2 separate regions of the Mus musculus genome follow, and region 2 is linked to region 1. The links are chromatin contacts, called in public Hi-C maps. All regions are on one chromosome and are shown on one strand. The core of a region is the stretch at or near the end of the contact, and the rest is flanking DNA. Distances in the headings are between cores, read along the strand shown. Region 1 overlaps Sec16b (SEC16 homolog B (S. cerevisiae)). Region 2 has its middle 22 kb from the start of Gm51655.

What was found. Hi-C and Micro-C count contacts between places; a contact is called where the count stands out from the background.
Region 2: a contact with region 1 is called in a Hi-C map of cerebral cortex, with 5 times the contacts expected there. The contact joins two enhancer-like sites. A contact is called at or near these places in 19 of 484 Hi-C or Micro-C datasets (the CH12 cell line, the G1E-ER4 cell line, cerebellar granule neurons and 9 more) and 3 of 115 datasets of contacts at active chromatin or transcription factors (embryonic basal ganglia, embryonic stem cells and pancreatic cancer cells).

The regions. Positions count from the first base shown.
Region 1 is chr1:157,553,054-157,556,440 of GRCm38.p6, forward strand. It overlaps Sec16b (SEC16 homolog B (S. cerevisiae)), which reads left to right. Exons shown (of 26, transcript NM_001159986.1): 15 at 1,694-1,799. Among named protein-coding and RNA genes, the nearest start is that of Sec16b, 29 kb to the left of the region's middle. Within about 2 kb of position 1,333, at least 50 of the 459 cell types and tissues checked have an H3K27ac peak or open chromatin away from gene starts, as enhancers often do. A contact at or near this core is called in cerebral cortex, where this site is marked.
Region 2 is chr1:157,723,120-157,726,308 of GRCm38.p6, forward strand. No RefSeq gene overlaps it. Among named protein-coding and RNA genes, the nearest start is that of Gm51655, 22 kb to the right of the region's middle. Within about 2 kb of position 1,387, at least 11 of the 459 cell types and tissues checked have an H3K27ac peak or open chromatin away from gene starts, as enhancers often do. A contact at or near this core is called in cerebral cortex, where this site is marked.

The DNA of each region.
Region 1 (3,387 bases), core at 83-2,582:
TGACTTTTGTAAAGATGATTTGCACGGGTTATTTTAGCCCTTACTGGGTTTCATGGCTTCACTACTCATTTTCTTGTGTAAATTTCCGCTACTGCCCGCTCTTCCTCTCTATCTTCTGCATTAGTCTAGGCAAGGTGACCAGAGGGTGCCACATCACACCACCAGAGGGCCTTTGGTGCTGTTAGTGCTCTTGGTGTGTGTTGAACTCTTCTGGCCACTGGGTGGCAGCCTAGCTCCACAACCAGAGATAACATAGAAAAATGAAGTTTACAATAGTATATTTTGGGCAGCCCTGGGCTTATTCTAGGAGCCTACTTTTTGGGGCCTCCATACTACTTCAATATATTAATTTGGAGCACAAGCTCTTTGGAACCTTCTGCATCAGTCACTTGTTTTCTGGTAGCCACATATCAGGGTGTTTCCCCCCCCCCCCCAAGGACCCCAAAGCCCTGGAGAAAGAGTGAGTTGAAGCAGATAATCTTACCCTGGGTGGTCCTCACTGTTCTGGATCTTTCTACCTCTTTCTCCTTAATAGTTGTGATTTCTGAGCAGTCATGGTATTGCGCTCCTAGAATTCTAGCAGTCAAGAGGTATAGACAGGGGGATTGTAGCAAGGCCAATGCTAGCCAGGGTGGTGCAATGAGTTCTAGGCTAGCCAGCCAGCCAGGGCTACGAACCTGTCTCAAGAGAGAGAAAGAAGACATTTCTGAGATGCAGAGCTATCAGTGTCTTTGCAATGTTTGCTTTGTTACAGATTTACTTTATAAAAAGGTAACTGCACCGGGGAAGCAAGGTATTGAGGGATTGAAAGCCTTGTCTAAGGTAGCCTCTCGGGTGCACCATCAGGATGGACTTGGAGTCTAGACAGTAAGGTTGCAGGAGCAAAAGTTGTAGCTGATATTCCTAATCCTCTACCACCATAGCAATCGGTGCTCCTCACAGATTCTTCTCTTGAGCCTGGGCTCAGATAGAAGAGTCATCTTCTCAAGGCAGTCTGTCTGGGCTAAGCAAGCCCATAAAGGTACCTCGCTTCCTATAGCCCATGTTCATGACTCCTGGGGGAGTTTCTTGAGATATGTTAGCTTCTGGAATTATTCTGATGACTGGAATATAGGGCACCTGGCAAGCTGTAGAGGGGAGACGGCAAGTGTGTGTGTGTGTGTGTGTGTGTGTATGTGTGTGTGTATCACATTCACCTGTTTTCTTTCCTCACTGGCCGGATGAACTTCCTGTGCAAGATCTGTCATTTCTTTCTGGCTCCATTGTCCTCCCCAGTCTGTGCCAGGCCATCTGTGGTGCTCCTGGACTCCACGGCTTCCTCTTTTGCACTTGGCAAGCTCAGGCTGCTCTGTCTTTCCTGGGGCATGCCAGGCTGAGGGCTGAGGGCTGAGGGCTGAGGGCTGAGGGCTGAGGACTGAGGGCTGAGGGCTGAGGGCTGAGGGCTGAGGACTAGTTTTTAGGAGGTTGAAGTGGGAGGTGTTGAAGGGGGATGTTAAGGGAGGTGCAGAGCCTCCTCCTCACAAGCAGGCTCTTCTAGAAGTGCTGGCACTCTCACTTATTGCCCAAACCTAAAGAGATGGAGGTCAAGGAGGAAGTGCAGTCTATCTTGAGCCCACAGGCTCTTTCCTCTTATAGACCTGCCTGAGAGCAGCATCTCCGCCTCACCTCTGTTCTTGTTATTCCCTGCTTTTAGTCAAGAGTTTATGAAATTTGCAACAATTGAGGCTATCCAGCGGACGGAAATCTTCGAGTACTGCCAGATGCTGGGCCGCCCCAAATCCTTCATCCCTTCTTTCCAGGTAACTGAACCCCGAGGGGGGCGGGGCGGGGCGGGGCGGCCATCAGCGATGCTGTGTCTAGGTTGTGGGCAGCCAGGTTCTTAGCCTTGCTGTTTGGCACCTGGTACCACCGGCCAAGTCATCTCCTGCATTTGTCCTCTTTAACGGGAGTGCGGGAAGGCTTAGGGTTTCTTTTTATGTTCCCGGAAGGTCAGAATTTTACAGCATGAAAGCAAACGGTTCAGAAGTCTTTGCTGGAGGCATACATGCGGAAATCTTGCTGCAGTTCTGCCCCTCCCTCCCTTCCTGTCCTCCTGCTGCCCTGGGCTCTTCTCTCCTAGCACTTCCGCTCAGCTCCTCCTCAGCTCCTACAGCCCTCTGGTCCCTCTGACAGCTCACCTTCTGACCACTCCCCCTTTCTCAGGAGCTTCCCTCCTGCTCTGGCCTTAGTCCATTCTCTCTTTCTTCTCAGGGTTTCAGTTGTATAGGTGGCAACCGCACTGCCAGGCTCTTTTCTCTCCCCTCAGCCCCTCTGTTTGGCATCTCGTTGCTACCCTATGTCCGTAGGCATCGCGTCATCCTCCAGTCCGATCCCCTATGTGTTTTGAGACCTGCTACCCAGTGGCCTTTTCTCGCGTCTCTTGCTGGTGTGGAGTGTGAACTTCACTGAAGCCTTGCAGCAAACTGGCATAAAACCGAGGTAGTTTGTTTCTGGGCTGGGAATAGGACTATCTCAGCCACAGCACTGACTCCAAGGTCCCCATCTCCCATTCACTCGACACTACTCTGTATTTTCTTTCCCTTTTATGGGAAGGTACCTTTCTTTTCTGCCTTAAGTACCTTCTTCAGGCCTGAGACCTTGTCTAAATGGATATCCTCAAGGTCCGCTGTTGAGAATGTACACAGCTACAATAGCAACGCACACTCAACACAGAACACACGTAACCTTGGGAATGAGTCCCTGTATTGTAAATACATGACCCATTTAGCCTCTCCTTTCTGAGAGTTTTGCCTTGCCTAGCTGCTCCTCCACAGGGCTCCAGCGTAGGCACTTTGGTTGCTTTTCTTTCCCTTCGTTATTCATCCCGCCCACATGTTTTGTTGACGTTGTTCTGGGCTGGTAGTCTTAGTATAGCTATTCTTACCGGCTGTTTCACACACTCAGCATTGTGTTGCCGTGCATCTTGAATATCACTTCTAATCCTGTGGGGTTTTCCCTTTCACAGAAGTTGGAACCGAGGCTCGAAGGGCTGGTTATATCTCACCAGCTCACTTGTGCATACCATTTGTTCTAAGTACTTTGTGTGAATCCCCTAATTCTATCTTTATAGTTCTAGTGGACTAGGTGGCATCGTCCATGCTCTAACAGGGAAGCTGAGGCACAGAGAGACAAAGGGGCTAGCCCAAATGTCCCCCAGCTAGCATGAGTTTGGATTGGATTGACTTTGTTTGACACCAGAGCTGTCACGTTTGATCTCATCCTATAGCTCCTGCTATGGAGACTCTTCCTCCCTACACCAGCATCTGCCTGCACTTCCTTGTGGGCTTCACAGCCTCTGCAAATGGTAGAGTTTTGTATCTTCATGTAAGCCCTTGTGCCGGGGCTGCA
Region 2 (3,189 bases), core at 137-2,636, 170 kb after region 1:
AGTGAACGGCCATGCGATGGACTGTGCTGTGACCATGTATGGGATGGAGTGATAGCACAATGGGTTGGATGGGAGAGGGCAATCGGGGTGTGCTAATCCCTGGACATGGCTCATTAGTGAGTCTCTTGCACACGTGACCAAGGATAAGACAATCTCTGATGCTGGGAAGCAGGATAAGCCACACTATATAGAAGCCCCACCTTATCCTGCCAAAAGCCCTCATGAAACACGACTGAAGGGCTACAGTTGCTCTCTTATCTATTATCTTGGATGAGCCGTCCCCACTTGCTGAAATCACTTGCATGTCTCACAGGGAGCGTTTCACACACTCTAGAGTTAAGTTCAATAGGCTGCGGTAGGTGGGGACTATGTACCATACACAAGGTTTTCTTTCTGAACTCAGCTCATAAGTGATATATAATGAAGGTTGAGATAAGAAAATGTGTCTGTCTTTTCGCTTTGATTTCAGGGATGTATAAAAGGTAGGGCCTAGGCCAAAGAGCATACTATGCGTGGAGACCAGAAGTACTTAACACACCTACCTCACTGTGCTTAGAACTAGGTACTTAGACTAAAGCTCACAGGGGCTGGTTTGAATCTCCGTGTGTCAGTATCCGAGGCTGTTATTCCTAGTTCTCCCGTGTAGAGCAAAATAAAACAGAGTTTGAGTGAGATCTCAGAGGACTTGACATACCGAGGCTTGAGATGCTCAGGATCAGAGATGGCAAGCATGCATCTTCCCAAGTTGAGCTCACAGCACTATGGAATCCATGTGATTCAAAGACAGTTGGAAGATAACATTTAAAAAATAGAAAGCTTCCTCCTGTTCCCTACGCCCATAGACAGCCTTTCCTGCATGCACATAGGAGCCTTGCCTGAAATCTCCTTGGAGAATCCCACCCAACTAGGGCTGAGCCCCAGGGGTACTCCGCAGAGTGCCCTGTGATCACCTTGTTCTCTAGGCAGCCCACAGCGGGTATCCCCAGCTGTTCTGCACACTGCACTCATTTTAACCTTCAGATAGCTCCTCTCTTCCTCCTTCAACTCTCCTGGTTTGTTGTGTGTGGTTGTCAGTCTTGAAGATGGCAGGGCGAGGTGTCTGTGGGCTAATGAACAGCTGCAGAAAGATAATTAAGGCTCGGCACCTTCCTCGCAGCCTTTACCACCTCGCCACGACACAGCCGGCAACATCTGTGCTTCCCAGCAGCCGAGCTGTAAAACACCCTTCCTTGCTCTTCACAAAACAACTGTCAGACATTCTGGCACCGACGTTAAGGGCAAACTTAACAAAACGCTACAAAAGATGAGCTGTGTTATTCCCAAGCTGAGGATGTGGGTTTCTCCCCCGACACAAGATCTCAAGAGTGCTAGGCTGGCAAGGTAGCGGGTACACTGTGGATGGGAAGGTGAACGTAGGTGGGGAAAGTCAAGTGTGGAGGGATCCGCGAAGGTGCTCCCAGGCTTCGCTTTCAGGGGAGCTTTTCTGAGCCTGCAGGCTTTGAATCAGTTCAGAATCACTTTGACAATCCCCAGAGGGGCAGGCAGAGTAACCTTAAGTTTCCCAGGACCTCACCTAGGGGCAGTATTCAAAAGAATATGCTGAATAGCTCAGACACTGTGCAGTGGGGACACTGGCGGTGTACATTTGGTGTCATAGTTCTAGTGTGGATGAGCTGAATAGCAGAGCTGGTGTCAGCCACGATTCTTCTTCAACCTCGGATTTAATACTTGGACAGTACCTGCTTTATGCCACAAATAGGTTTACGTGCTTTTGATAATTTTTTTACACAGGAAGCGCTTTCTTCACTGTAATAAAATACCCAGAACTGGGGGATTAACAAGAAGTAAGGCCCCCATCCTCATGGTTTTGGAGGAAGTGGGTTTCATGTTTCCACTTAGCTCAGAGCGAGGAGAGAAGTGGGTACCTGAAAAAGAGAGGGAACAGGAGAAAGGGTTTCAGTGTGTAACCACCGGGGAGAATTAGGATTCCTTTCTTGGAGTAAGGCATTAACTAATCCTTTCTAACAATGGAAAGAGAGAGAGAGAGAGAGAGAGAGAGAGAGAGAGAGAGAGAGAGAGAGAGAGAGAGAGAGAAGGAGGAAGAGGAGGAGGAGGAGGAGGAGAAGGAGGAGGAGAAGGAGGAGGAGGAGAAGGAGGAGGAGGAGGAGGAGGAAGAAGGAGGAGGAGGAGAAGGAGGAGGAGAAGGAGGAGGAGAAGGAGGAGGAGGAGGAGGAGGAGGAGGAGGAAGAAGGAGGAGGAGGAGGAGAAGGAGGAGGAGAAGGAGGAGGAGGAGGAGGAGGAGAAGGAGGAGGAGAAGGAGGAGGAGGAGGAGGAGGAAGAAGGAGGAGGAGGAGGAGAAGGAGGAGAAGGAGGAGGAGAAGGAGGAGGAGGAGGAGGAGGAAGAAGGAGGAGGAGGAGGAGAAGGAGGAGAAGGAGGAGGAGGAGGAGGAGGAGAAGGAGGAGAAGGAGGAGGAGGAGGAGGAGGAGAAGGAGGAGGAGGAGGAGGAGGAGAAGGAGGAGGAGGAGGAGGAGAATGTTTCTTTCTACCTATCAAGCCCAATTGGTGTTGCCCAATTACTCATTTGAAAATGGTCAAACTCCCAGTGGCCAGCCCCTTAAAAAACTGTGGTCCCTTCCCACCCTTCACAAGAAGCCATGAACGGTGAAGCCATGAATCCTTCAGTGTCTTTATCACAGTTTTAAAGGATTCGCTTCAATAGCTTCATGTCTGAATTGCTTCTTTCCTTTTTGGGTGGAGGAGGTTGGCACAGAAGCCATCCATGTCTCTAATTCTTAGGTATGAGTCTGCAGTCATCGATGCCACTGCAAAAGAGGCTTTCCCGCTCGTAGCGGCTGGCTGCACAGATGGATCATGGACATCAACATGGTTTTCCCATGGTGGTGTTGATCGTGGGTGTCTTTCGAGGATATCTTGTTGCTCAGATAGGGTGATCACGTGTTGGGCAGCTTGTCTAGGGAGGGGGCAGGGCCTGCTCGAGCTCCAGACTACTGTATACACCATCTCGCCCTTGGCCTCCATGCCTGTACCCCAGGGGTGACCACGGTGTTTATAAGCCTGCTGGCAACACTGTGGCCACACTCTTCTCACAGCAGGGTGAGCGAGTGGTGGCTCCATGCTGCAGGCTGGGTCTGTGGGCCACTAACCTACCCGGCAGCGACAAGGTGAGG